Linked DNA regions of Mus musculus: all the other regions are linked to region 2. A link is a contact called in public HiCAR-type and promoter capture Hi-C data. All regions are on one chromosome and are shown on one strand. Each heading gives the region's core, a stretch centred on a gene start, on an enhancer-like site or on the middle of the called end of the contact. The rest is flanking DNA. Distances are from core to core; before and after follow the strand shown. Region 1 holds the start of S1pr1 (sphingosine-1-phosphate receptor 1). Region 2 holds the start of Agl (amylo-1,6-glucosidase, 4-alpha-glucanotransferase). Region 3 holds the start of Snx7 (sorting nexin 7). Region 4 overlaps Gm40124 (a long non-coding RNA gene).

What was found. Promoter capture Hi-C pulls out the DNA fragments that hold promoters and counts their contacts. HiCAR-type assays count read pairs that join an accessible place to other places.
Region 1: a promoter capture Hi-C map of pre-B cells shows a contact between it and region 2, with 6 times the contacts expected there. The contact joins the promoter of S1pr1 here to the promoter of Agl in region 2. A contact is called at or near these places in 13 of 39 promoter capture datasets (the 3T3-L1 cell line, 3T3-L1-derived adipocytes, the C10 cell line and 8 more).
Region 3: a contact with region 2 is called in a HiCAR-type map of astrocytes, with 4 times the contacts expected there. The contact joins the promoter of Snx7 here to the promoter of Agl in region 2. A contact is called at or near these places in 1 of 484 Hi-C or Micro-C datasets (muscle stem cells) and 1 of 115 datasets of contacts at active chromatin or transcription factors (astrocytes).
Region 4: a contact with region 2 is called in a promoter capture Hi-C map of liver, with 2.0 times the contacts expected there. The contact joins the enhancer-like site here to the promoter of Agl in region 2. A contact is called at or near these places in 2 of 39 promoter capture datasets (liver and pre-B cells) and 1 of 9 other capture datasets (liver).

What each region holds. Positions count from the first base shown.
Region 1 is chr3:115,713,484-115,716,539 of GRCm38.p6, forward strand. S1pr1 (sphingosine-1-phosphate receptor 1) reads right to left here and starts at 1,572. Exons shown (of 2, transcript NM_007901.5): 1 at 1,226-1,572.
Region 2 is chr3:116,806,395-116,809,683 of GRCm38.p6, forward strand. It overlaps Agl (amylo-1,6-glucosidase, 4-alpha-glucanotransferase), which reads right to left and starts at 1,772. Exons shown (of 34, transcript NM_001081326.1): 1 at 1,634-1,772; 2 at 874-1,023. The coding sequence starts at 955.
Region 3 is chr3:117,866,767-117,870,196 of GRCm38.p6, forward strand. It overlaps Snx7 (sorting nexin 7), which reads right to left and starts at 2,170. Exons shown (of 9, transcript NM_029655.3): 1 at 1,978-2,170. The coding sequence starts at 2,139.
Region 4 is chr3:115,633,656-115,637,033 of GRCm38.p6, forward strand. Gm40124 (a long non-coding RNA gene) reads right to left here. Exons shown (of 3, transcript XR_867569.1): 3 at 3,038-3,378. Among named protein-coding and RNA genes, the nearest start is that of Gm40124, 6.4 kb to the right of the region's middle. Within about 2 kb of position 2,041, at least 5 of the 459 cell types and tissues checked have an H3K27ac peak or open chromatin away from gene starts, as enhancers often do. A contact at or near this core is called in liver, where this site is marked.

The sequences.
Region 1 (3,056 bases), core at 322-2,821, 1.1 Mb before region 2:
AATCGACTGCTTGCTCACAGAAGGCACCAACTGCCCATTCTGGGTGCAGGGCAGACATGCATACCCCAACACACACACACACACACACACACACACACACCTCGAAGAGACCAGCCCACCTTCTCATTACCATGCCAAAAAAAAAGTAGCTTTGTAGGAGGTCATTTGACAAGTAAGCCGTTTTCTGGGCTCTATTAATAACTCCCTAGGAGCAGGTGTGCTGAGGGTCCGATGGTCAGAGGGTAAAGCGAGGTGTGGTGTGGGCCGCCAGGCCTTGAAGTAAACAGGAAAGCTTGGCGCCTCCGTGAAGCAACTGCCTATTCTTCTTTTTAAAACTTCTGTCTTTACTCCTCCGCCTCACCCAACCGCCCCACAAGTTCATTTATTACGTTTAAAGGTATTCACGGAGAACCCCTCCTAAGAGATTGCAGCAAATCCTAGACGTTTCTCCATGAACTGATTGCTTAAGAAAGTTTTAACTTTAGCCAACGCTTACTTGCACACACACACACACGAAAGTCACCCTGCTAGCGATAACGAAGCACGCCACTTTGTTTTAACTTCAGGTACATTAATTTCCAGAAACACATACTGCTAAGTTTGCATGGGCACTTTTAACTTCCTCCGCTCCCCACACCCCCAACATTGCCTCCTCTCAACAGAACTAGCAATCCCTAAAGGGCACACAGCACTACTTAAGTTGGACACACAGCACTAAATAAGTACTCTAAAGTCTGCACAGTAATTGATCAACTCTATAACAAATGAGGGGGGAGGGGACCCTAGAGACATTGTAGTCATTTCTGTGACAAAAGCTTACGAAACTCAACATTTCTCCACTCTTATCGCTACAGTCCATTCTCAGGCAATGGAAATTATTGGCGTGGTGCCTGATAATTTTGTCTACAGGATTTCAAAAAAAAAAAAATAATAATAATAAGCGTCTTCCCTTTTCTCCGTTCTAATGAATCACAGCTTCTCTAGCATGCCCTCCCCCAGTCGTTTCTATAATTTGGAAATTAATCTTTTTTTTTTTCTAACTTCATAAACTCCGTGCCCCAAGAAGAAGTCAGTCAAGAAGGACTCCATAGCATCTTGGTGATGCCCGGGTTCGTTTTGCTTTGTTTTTTCTCAAAGTTTTTGTTTGTTTCGTTTGTGTTTAAAGGTTCGTTCTTGACACCTGGACGCCCCATAGCCGGAGCCTGCGAGGCTCACAACCCCCTACCTCGCTCAAGCCGGACGAAGCTGCGTCCGCAGGACTCTGGGTCTACACCGCGCGATCCGCATCTTGCTGCTGTCGGCGACTGACGGCGACCAGCTCACTCGCAAAGTTCCCTGAGCTGGGGTCCCCTCCCTCCTCAGCGGTGCACTCCAATGGCCAGCCCTGCCTGCGCTGCCCGCACCACTTTTGCAAGACGAAGTCTCTGAGCGCCCCGCCGAGGCTGGGTGGCTCCTCTAGGAAGGGACTGGGAGGGGTTAATGCTTTTAACTCCTCCGCCCTCTGCCAGCGGCAGGGGGCCCCTCAGGGTCTGGGCTGCTAAGAAGCAGCCTCCCAGAAAGATCTGGGGCAGAGTGACTAAAATAAAACCAAATGAATAGGAGCCCCTCCGCCCCAACCAGCAGAGAGAAGGGAAGAGAAGGGGCGGAGCCTGGCAGCTCCTAAATTCTAATTCACACAGCTTCCCGCAGTCCCCAGCGCGGGACGGACTCTGAAACTAGGCATGGGGATCCCTGGGAAAACTTTTCTTCGTTAAAAATCTTAGAGGACAGAGGACAAGCCTGCACTTGGTAGAGGAGCTTTCTGGTCCCAGACCCCACAGCCCTGAGGATCCGTGTAGCCCGAGTGGTCCGGTGCCCTGGGGGCCACTTCCACGCGGTCAGGGGAAACCCGAGCCACTGCCCGGAGAGCCGCAGCCACGCCGCAGAGAGGGGATCCTGAGAAGGTCGGAGGAGAGCAGCCCCGAAGTACTGAAAAGCTTCTGTCCTCCACCTCCTCTTCCTCCACCCCCTCCACTCCGATCCTGGTGAAGCCTTGAAACTTGCGGTCTGGTGGGCAGAAAGTGGCTTTCCCCGGGTGCACGGTGAAGTGGGCCAGTGCTGTGCTTGATGTTGGACCGGGGGTTCCCCTCTCTCAGCTGACCGCAAAGCCAGGCGGTGTGCCCCAGATTCTGGGAAGCTCAGAGGCCTTTGAGGAGGTGGGCTGCTGCCCTGGCCTCAGAGATTTAAACAATCCAGCAGCAGTTCAGGAATGTCCACAGGGGAAAGAGGTTGCCTGTCCTTTCACTGGCCAGTGCCTACAGCCCCCTGCCTAAAGCTGGACCCCTCTTCTCTCCCTGTCTACGTAGAGATAACTAAGAGATCCCCAAATCTAAGGAATTGCACCTTGTCCACATTTTTCTACTGTTAGATAATGCTAGATTGAGGCTGAAGAGGCCTTGGTCAGATTTGTCTGAGTAGCAGATGGAGGCCTTTATGCCTTGTCTGTCTGTCCTTCTGTTAAAAAGTGGTTCCACCCAAGTCCCCTGTTCTCACTGCCTTCCCACCCTGAGCAGATGTGATCACAAAACTTCCTCTGCTGTGCAGTTTCAATTAACAGACACACCCTGTACCTGAATGACTCAAGAGAGACAGAAGAAACAAACAACAGACCCCTACCTTCTGGGATTTTATGAGCTTGCAAAAAAAAAAAAAAAGTAGCTGTTAATTCATATTTGCCTAGAAGCACTCATTGACAGTTTCCTACCTTACCTACCCACAAACTACAGATCTTGCAAAACAATATGGAAACCAAGATAACAGCCGTCCAGTCTCCTCCAGAAAAGACAGAGTTTGAGACTGGTTTCATTTGAAAGAGGAGATAACTTCTGTCTATCGCAGTGCTGCAGAGGCAAGGAGTTAGCTTCCCCTTCTCCCACTAACAATTTATGAGGTCTTTAAAGGGGAACTGTGCACTTTGTTGTCCCAAGATGTGATGGCCACTGTCCCATGAAGCAATGGAGTAGCATGGGCCGTTCTACCCATGAGCAATCCCTCAGCCCTGAGAGACCTGTAGATTG
Region 2 (3,289 bases), core at 522-3,021:
GTGTCTGATAGTCCTGCAAATTGATCTTTGATCTTACCTTTAGTTACATTTTTCTGTCATGCTGGGGCTTGAACCCAAGACTTTGCTTGTATTAGGCAAGTCCTATACCACTTAGCTATATCCCTAGCTCAATGTAGTTCTTTAAGTGATGGCTCCAACATGTTTCAACATCACCGAAGAGGTTTTTCCACTTTTTATTTGGCTTCATCTTCTACTTGCTTGAGAGGCTCCTGATAGGGTTAGCAAGCTCACTACGCCTTTTGCTGTACTCTACTCTCCCAGCGCTGAAGCTCAATAGAGGAAAAGAGTTTGCTCTGAAAAGCCACCCTACAGATATATGCAAAGCTACATTATATATGATTTCACGAGTTATAACAATAAATGCTATTACTAATAACATGCTCAATCTTTTAACTGCACACGCACTCTCTACCACTTCTTTTTCTCCCTAAGGTAGGGACTGAACCCAGGCTAGGCACAAGTTCTACCCACGAGGGACTTCCTATAACCTGTAGTGTCTGCCTCCGGTGGTCGTCTGCAGCAAGATGAGCTGAGCTATCTTTGTGCTAACGTGACAGGTCTATTCTTAATCAACATTCATTCCTCACCACCAATGTACCTACCATTTTGGCACAAATCAAGATCTATGAAATTTCAGCTAACTTAAAGTTATTTGAGTGCGCGAGTGTGTGTGTGTGTGTGTGTGTGTGTGTGTCTGTTCATGCAGAGGACTGAATCTACAGCCTCATTTATGCTAAGCATGCATTCTACCTGCCAACACCCAGTCCCTAATTTTAAGTTAAAAAAAAATCTAATAGAACGCCAATGCATTAAAAGACATAAAAAGAGCTAATCAAACAACTTGCAACGGACCTTGTTCAAGTCTGAAGAGGGTCTTCTCTAGCTTCTCCATCTCGTTCAGTAGTAAAATTCGAATCTGCTTACTGTGTTCCATTTTGGCTTCTGGAGGATTCGAACTCTTTCCGTAGAACTAAAAGGACTCCAAAGTGGAATGAGTTACCCCTATAAAACAAAGTGGAATTATTTAAAAAAAAAAAAAAAAGGAGAAGAAGAAGAAAAAAAAAAAGAAAGAAAGAAAGAAAAGAAAAGAAAATATGACCTAAAACTCTCTGGAGTTGACAGCGGCACTTACATGTCCTAGATAGGTTTAAAGCCAAGAAGAGCAATGAGAAAGAGCAAAATCTTGTCAGTAAAGCCCAACAAGGGAGAAGTTTCTTCTCTCTTGGAGCAGAATAAGAAAGCCTGAAGCAAAGATGTAGAGTCTTACACTCAGTTCAAAACAGAGCAGACCAACAAAACCCCTAAAGCATTCTCAGAGAAAAGCAATGCATCCGCGAAAACCCTGGAGTTCAGTGGCATAAATTCCGTTCCTGAGCCAGGGGGCCCTGAAAACTCCAAATGGCACTGTAGCCTCCAGCAGATCAGGCTGCTGAACAGGTGGAAGAGCGCCCAGTTCCCAAATTCGGGTCTGAAGCCACCAATAGGGAGGTGATTGGAGAGGTTAGCAGTTGCTGTCCCGGGAATAGCTGCGGCGGCGGTGGCATGCGATGTACAGAGCGGCTATAGATAGAAGGAATGCGCGTCCGGAGACGGACGCATTCCAGGCACTTACGAGCGGGATAGACGTGCGGCGTCGGGAGCGGGAGCCGGAGCCGGGTACAGCGGGAACGCCGGACGCAGCGGCGGCCCGGGGAGGGCAGGGCGGCCGTGAAGGGCACGGGGAGGGGCGCCGGGACCCGGGCCAGGGGACAGTGACAGGCCAGGGCCGCCGAGACTCCGCCCCCCGCGGCCGGAGGACGTGCCGACTCCGCTGGGCCCCGGACTAGCCTGGGGGGCGTGGCCCTGCCTCCCCGCCCACTTCCGGGAGCCATCGCCCCCGCTAGCACAGACCACTGATCTCGCGAGAGGTGGGCACGGCTTGTGGGTTTGAGGGGGTCTGGGCTTTGGGAACTGTCATTGCCCTGATGTGCGATCGCTCTGCCTCTCTAGGAAAAGTGAGTTCAAGAGCGAAGAAGAGCTGGGATAATGTTTAGTTAGGGACGTTCTTTCTGGGAAGAAAATGCAAAGTTGGGAAAACCAAGTTTCTTAAAATTCCCTGCTTGGCTTCATTAACCTTGTGACACACTGGTCGCTGGGAAGAGGGGACCTCAGCTAAGGAACTGCCTCCATCAGATTGGCCTGTGGGCTTGTGCATGGGAGCATTTTCTTGTTTTATGGTTGCTATATGGGAGGAAAATAGGCATGGCCACCCCTGGGCAGATGGGCCTTAGTTCCATAGGTAAACAGGCGGCCCAGCCCGGGAGGAGCAAGCCAGCAAGCTGCACTTCTCTATGGTCTCTGCTTGAGGTCCTGCCTCTGGGTCTTTCTCGTTGAGTTCCTGCTTTAACTTCCTCCAATAGAGCACTGTGACCAGGAAGTGTAAGCCAAACACTTTCTTTCCCCAACTTGCTTTTGGTTCAGGGTTTTGTCACAGCAAACATGCATTTTTATTTTTTATTTATTTTTATTATTATTATTTGGTTACCGTTGATTTAAAGACAAGGAAACAGACTCCCTCAAAGGTTAAGTAACATGCTTAAAGCCGCTTCATGAACAACGGAGTGTATGTGATTTCAAGTACATTCCCGATGATTTTGGTTCACTAAACCCTTCATCTAAGGTTGGCATTATTTTCCGTGGCTTGATATCAATAAGGACTTGGTAAAATGGAAGAATGAGTGTGCATTCTAGCTTATAAAGACGTTCTGGTTTTTCTGTGACAGTCATCTCAAGATTTCTCCTTCAGGTCTGATGTTCCCTTAGGCGTCTCTTCTGCTGTGTTCCTAGGAAGTGTGGAGGCCAGAGTGCGCCCTCTGTGAACTGGCTACAAACTCCTGCTTGACCATGAAATCCCCCAGTTGAAGGCTGCCTGCTAGACTAATGAACCCAGCAGGTCTTCGTTTGGGGAGGGTTGAAGAATGGGAGCCGGTGACTCAGATACCACACTCTATCGCTGTATGTTGGGTTTCTCTGATTTTCTTTTTTAAATGTAGATTACCCAAAGCGTTCTGATCCATAACTTCTCCATCTGAAATGTGGAGCATGGGTGCACGCTCTGACACTTTATCTGGTACAGATTCATCACACTATCCTCTGGCCAGCTCATTTTGCTGCTCCCCAGTGGATAGCTGTTCTCCAGGGCTGCAAAACTAGCCTTTCCCATTGTCCTGCCTCCAGCACAACTCACATGGTATGTCTAATGTCTCAAGTAGATAGCGGTGATTTATCC
Region 3 (3,430 bases), core at 920-3,419, 1.1 Mb after region 2:
GTCCAATGGAATCCTTCATCATTTTGCTTGTCTAATGGTGGTTAATGGTTGAAAGTTTTAACAACTTGGAATGAGCCTGGGAGTAACTGAATAGGTTTCCAGCATAGTGTTCTCTGTAGACTTTAACCAGTATTACACCCATCCTTTCCAACTTCTAAGGGCATAGTTCTTAACGGTCTCTAGGCAGCAAGCCCAAGAAGCTAAGCAGCAGCGAGAAGGCTGGGAGCATTTGTGCATGTCTGCAACATACAAGGTCTGGAAACCCATATTTTTTTTTTTAGACGAATACAAAACCACCAGTACAGCTGTCTGTGGAGTGTATGCCTTCCAATAATAACCTTTAAAAAGAAAGCTCGGCGAACGGCTGGATTCCTGCGGAGATTTCCCCTATTCTGATACTGCTTTACGCAATGTCAGAAGAATGTGCTTCTCAAACGGCTTCTGGCTTCAATCCGTCATTTCCTTCTCACAGAGAACATCTATAACTTCAGCAATCCCCAACATTCCCGTGGACCCACGCAAATAAATAGCTCTGCCACCTCAGAAGCATCTCTAACCACAGGGCTTCACTAAGATGGGGATTTTCCAAGGGAGTCCTGGGATACAAAGCCTAGAAAAAAAGAGGCTACCTGGAGAGTTTAGAGCAATTCCAGACTATTTTGATAGACAACTTCCAATCTCAACACTCCATTCTCACGTTTGTACGTTTCACACTGATCTGAACATAAAGTGTGTGTATAATGAAGAAAAGAAAAGAAAAAAAAAACAGTATTGGGACTCTGGATGGCTCAGTAAGGTGCTTGCTATGGGACCCGTTGACCTGGATTCAATCCCCTGGACCCCACATGGTGGCTGAGCTCTGATCTCCAATTGTGCACAAAGGAGAGTATGTATGCACGCAAAGGTATGAGTGCATAAACACACACATTGATATTAAAATTTGATAGTATTGAAACTAAATGTGAAATAATCCCAGTTTTATAATTCAAATACAAAGAAAGACTAAGCACACATAACTGATATACCATCTACTTAGAATGCAACTGGGTGTCCAATCTCACATGCTCTAGGGGTGCAAAACGATGTTTGTGAGCTCCGCACTGGAGTCCAAGGGTGTTGGTTACTTGCTAACTTCTGTTTAACAGTTTTAAGTTGGTGGGCTCATGTAACATCTCAAGGCAACATGTCACTACTGAATAGTCATTGATCCAATGTTCCCACTGAGCACTTTTGAAAAACTGCTGTGACACTGGGACTGTGCCAAAAGAAAGGTATTTTTTTGTTGTTGTTTCCAACTTTCAGGAAGGGCAAGTTTGCATCAAGTCTACCACTACTGCCGGTATGTCCATTTCTGTCTAATTATATCACTAGCCAGGGAGCGCCTTTGAGGCTAGATTTCCAAGGCAAATGGGAAGGAAATATGCAGACTGGAGCTGAGGGTTGGACCAGAATAACTGCCCAATTTAAAGTCTTCAGCTGTGCCTGTGGTAGAGGCTAGGCTTTCTCAATCCTGAAAGGATTTCTACACCCAATGGTCACAGGTTTCCAGACTCTCTTAGAATGTGACTCAACTCTCCCATTTACACATAACAACAGTAAATCAAAAACCACCTCCCTGCACTAAGGCAATCACAATTGCTCTCCTGGACTTTAGGATTGTCAAGAAGCCTAGGGGAGGGGGAGGAGCTGGGGGGGGGGGAGGGAGAAGCAGTTTCAGGCCACCCGCACACGGTGAGGAATGTCGCTGTCAAGCAAGGAAAAATGGAAAGACGAAGAGAGAAAAAAAAAATCAGAACTTTTCAGACTCCATGAGCCTTGGCCCTGCCACTGATAAAAGTGAAGAGGAGGGAACGACTAGTTCAGCCTTGGAGGTACTGTCCCCAGCTCCAGCTCCATTGGAGAGTTGAGTCACCCTGGAACTTTCCCTGGACAGGCAGTCCCCGCCACCACGGCCATGGCCACGTCCCCTGCCCTCACCTTACTGAACACCTCCAGGTCGTCCTCGTCCTCGTCCAGATCCAGCACATCGGCCTGCAGCAGGCTGCAGGAACCGCTGCCACTCGGGATCGGGGCGCCGCCCCGCGGGCTCTCCCCGACCGCCAGCTCCGAGGAGCCCGACGCCAGGCGCTCGCCGTCCATCCCGGCAGTGCGCGCCCAGCCGGCCGCCTCTGCCAGCCCGGCTCCCCCGCGCGCGCCCATTGGCTCCCGAGGCGCCCTGCGCCTCCCTGGCCAGCCCAGCTCCTGCCCCTCGGCCGTGCGCAGACGCGGAACTGCGGGAGCCCGCGGCGCCGGGCCGGGCCGGGGCGGGAGAGCGGTGGGGCCTGCCCAGCCACAACCTGGCTCAGATCTACAGCCCGACTTTTAAATTCTGACTCTAGGAACACCGCCAGGGTGGGCCATGGAGATACAGAGGACAGGAGGTGGTGTTCTCGCCCTGACACAGCCAAGGGCCACCAGGTTTGTGCGTGAAGTGGCAGGATCTATATACACAACCAGCTGACCCAGCTTGATTTCCTGTTCTGAAAAGTGCCCTTTTCCCAGGTTGTGACTTTTTTTCCCATTCTCAAGTCTGTCTTTACAGAGACTAATGCAAAAATTAAAGACATCTGAACCTCCTGGTTTTCAATTGTTTGTTTGTTTGTTTTTTCCCATCGATTGGATTTTGTTGTCCTTTTACTGTCGAGTTAAGGAAGCTGAGGCTGAACAATTATTTTCAGCTACTTTCTAACATAGCTTTCTCCTGGAACTCTTCCTGAAGTTAATGTGCAAGAATGTTTCCAAGCTCCAAGGTCTGCCAGCAGCCCTGGGTATTGCAAGGAGAAAGAAACAATCTTGCATGCCTTTTCATACAGCCAGTGCAAAGCTGGAACTATTTAGTTGTTCATTGCTTGGTTTTTATAGATTCAAAGTTAATGAAAAATTGAGTACTAATTGATATATGTTAGAACTAGCTTCCATTTTTATTATTTATTCCTTTTGGTCTTCTCTCTCTCTTTCTCTCTCTCTCTCTCTCTTTAAATTTCTAAATGAAGATTCCTGTAAGAGCCAAATATGGGAATGCTTGACTGTAATTTCAACACAGGGTAGACTGAGGCAAGAGGACTTGCACTTTGAGGCCAGCTAATTATAACATAGGTTGAAAAAAGAAAACAGAGAGGGGAAACAGATAAAAAGCTTCCCAATTTAAATATTTTTATTTCTGGTTGAGACAGTTCCTCAATATATCCCCTTTTAACTATTTAAGGACCTCCAGTGTGTTTCAGGATATGACCCACATAGCATCCAGCCTGGTCACCGGCTACTTAAATGTACAAAATGTTCCTTTGCCTTATGGTTGGTGTCCTCAAAATACTGTGTTCTGCCAGTCTTCCAGGAATTATCTATAGTCCCATCAATTTTAGTAAGACTTGTGAAATGACAGTCTGGTCCC
Region 4 (3,378 bases), core at 791-3,290, 1.2 Mb before region 2:
AATCTATTGATATGGACAGAGCCAGAGGTGCAGAACATGAAGCCTTTGGGCTGGGTTCAGCGTTCCTCTGTATAAATTGCTATTAACTAGAAGAGTAAGACAGGAATAACTAGAAATTTCTTTAGTCAATTTTTCTAATATTTGACTTCTTCAACCTGATTTCTTCTTGGAGTTCTTCTGAGAACGTGTCACTCATGGTCATGCATATGGCTACACAATGACATTTGAATTGGATGATAAGATGGCTCTGTGGGAGAAGGTTCTTGCTGACAAAGCTGATAAGCTTAGTTTGATCCCACAGACCCTCCTGGTGGTTGGGGAGAATTCACACACACACACACACACACACACACACACAAGCTGTCCTCTGATCTCCACACTCACTGTGGCATACATCCCACACACATACACGAAAATAGATGAGTGTAATAATCTTTTGCAATCTTTCCATGTGTGCACCTTCCCCTTGAGTTCTGCGTGGCAGTGCTAGGCTAGTGCATCCAATTGGAAAGAGGCAAGCAGTCTGAGGGTGTCTTACTCTTGTTGTGACAAAATACCTGGAAAAGACAACTTATGAGTTTATTTTACATCACAGTTTAAGGATTAGTTTAGTCCACCATGGCTAGAAAGTCATGCCTTAGGGACAGTAGGCAGTTGGTCACTGTACATCCATATTCAGGGAAGAGAGAGATGAACTCTGATGTTCACCTCACTTCTCATTTTTCAGTCAGGAATTCCAGGTCATGGGATGCTGCTGTCCACAATTAGAGTGAATGGATCTTCCCACCTCAACACATTCCAAATATTCCCACAGACACAGAGGTTTGTCTCCTAGGCGATCTATCAAGTTAACCATCAATACTAGTAAAGAGATCTCCAAAGTTCCAGATGAGGCCCTAAGAAGTACTGCCCCTATAGTGAGTCATCACAACACAGGGTCTGGGTCCATGTCATGGTGACAGGTGGCTTGAATCAGTCAAGACGGATACGATAGGATGCTCAAACTTGGCTTCTGTGGTTGCCTAGGAGGGTAAAGTATCAGTCGCTTTGTAAACCGTGAGACCCATCCCTGACTCTTTACTTTCTGCAAAGGCCATTCTGCAGCCTACAGAGGCAAAGGCTGAGGAGGCTGAGCTTCCTCTGAAGAGGGCCCCCGAGTACAAGAGAAACACTGTGGGAACTACAGGCTAGAAGGAAAGAAGGAGGTCTTCTGCCTAAGGGGAAGTCCTGCTAAGTTTGTAGAGACAGATAGAACTCAGGCCAGCTTCAGGAATAAGAAATGTATCTCGTGCTTGGGGAAGAACCCAGGCATAGATGTAAATATAAAAAAGATGTTCCAGGGGAACATTGGCAGTGCAGCCTGAACAGGATACATGGTAACTTCTGGAGTCTGGAGACTCAAGCTTGAAAGCTAATCCCATGTAACACTTGCATGATGACTACTGTGTATGCCAAATCATGCTCTAAATGTGTTAGGCACATTAGTTTGTTTAATCCCCACTGAGTAAAAATGACCTTGCCACAGACAATGAAATTGAAGCCCAGAAAGTGAGGCCCCACAGCCAGTTTTCACCGGAGCCAGTGCTAAGCTTTTACTCACTGTGTGAAACTTCCCTGTCCTACAGACTGGTGAAGGACAGTTGCAACTGGGCATTGGAATTTTACACCAAGGACCTAGGACACAATGATTCAATTAGAATCTAGAAGTAACTGGAGTGAGCTCACTGGCAAGTTAGAGCGCCTGAGGCCAAGGACCTTGTATTCGAGTTTTCCAACGAATCAGAAGCAAGCTCAGACACGTTCTCCTGAAGACCAGCAAGGGCATCAAGGAGACTTTGAAGGGTTTTAAGCTGAATGATGAGAAGAACACATTTGTCCTTAGATCGTTTCTCTTGAGGTGTGTGAATGTAAAAATGGCTGGTCGCAGATAGCACACAGGCTTCTGGCCGAGGTCTCCACTAGGAGCAGATACTTAGGAAAGTCAATGTGACAAAGTCCAGCTACCCCCAAAAGGGCAGCTGGGCAGCTGGAGCACTGCCAGGGAGCACAGAGAGTAAGCAGAGCAGCAATTTGCCTAGAGAGGGTGTGGGAAAACAGAGCAGCGTCCAGTACCCTGCAGCAAACTCTAATCCCAGGATAACTATGAGACAGGTAAGAAGAGGTGACCAGGAAATTCCTGAAGGACTCAGGCCCTGCAGGGAACAAAGGACTCAGTCACCCAGACAGAGAGTATAACCCAGAGGGAAGGAAGAACCCAATGCCCCCATGAGACAAAAGCACCAGAGAAAAGCTGGCTGCATGGTGACACCAACCTCCAGCCTTTAGCTCTCCACAGGGTTTTGAGGTTGAGCTGAAGACTTCGTCCCAAAGGAAGTTTTGGGGTCTTGACTGACCTGAAGGAGCAGGACATGGTGCTGAATCCTAGCACAAACTGAGTGTAAGTCCCCGAAACTCCACACTCACGTGTGTTTATCTCAGGGTCTAAGACACTTGAAACAATAACCCAAGTAGAAGTATCTGGGTAAGACTACAGGACAGATTAGATTGTCTAAGCCCAAGGACCTTGAATTAAATTTCTGCAGAGTATCAGAAGCATGCTGAGAGAGGTTCTTACGAAGGATCTGCTCGCAGCATTACAGAGGCCAAGGAGACTCACAGTAAGGTGGAACTAGGGAAGATCGTGGTCTGGTTTCAACCCAAGGGATAGGCCCAAGGTCAGAAGTTTCAGTATCAAAGGACAAGAAAACTTGGATATGACAGCCAAGCATAGAGCAGACACACTCCCTACGGTCTTTTGTTGTATCTAAACCCTGACAGGATTAAACAATGCCTACCTCTATTGGAAGGGAAGCTTTCTCTTACGATCTGAATACTAGTGTCTTCTGAAAACGTCCTCCCTGGCACACCCAGAAATAATGATTCTCAGGTTTCAGGGCACACAGTCAGGTTGATGCATCATACTGGCATGCCAAGTAACCATCCCTGTGCCTCTCTGTCACAGGGAGCAGTTTCTTCTGGCTTTCCTGGTCAGGATCAGAAAACCACTGCAAGGCATGCCTTCCTCCATTCAACAAGAACATGGAGACACCTGACATCTAGATGTTAGGCAGGGAAAAGAAGTTCAGAGTGGAATGTGTGTCCTATCGGGATTATGACAGACGGTGTGGCACAAGCTTGTAAGAGCAGCACAGTCAAACCATCCCGCGTTAGAGAAAACAGCACGGTCTACTCATTACAAAGAGGACATTCAGTGACTGAGAGATTAGTGAGGGGCAGATCTCTGACAAGCAGCAAAAAGCTAAAGCCACTGATAAAGCAGAAGGATCTCGAGCTTTGGGCGGGCATTTTCATCAAGTATTTCTTAGCCTGCTTCTACTG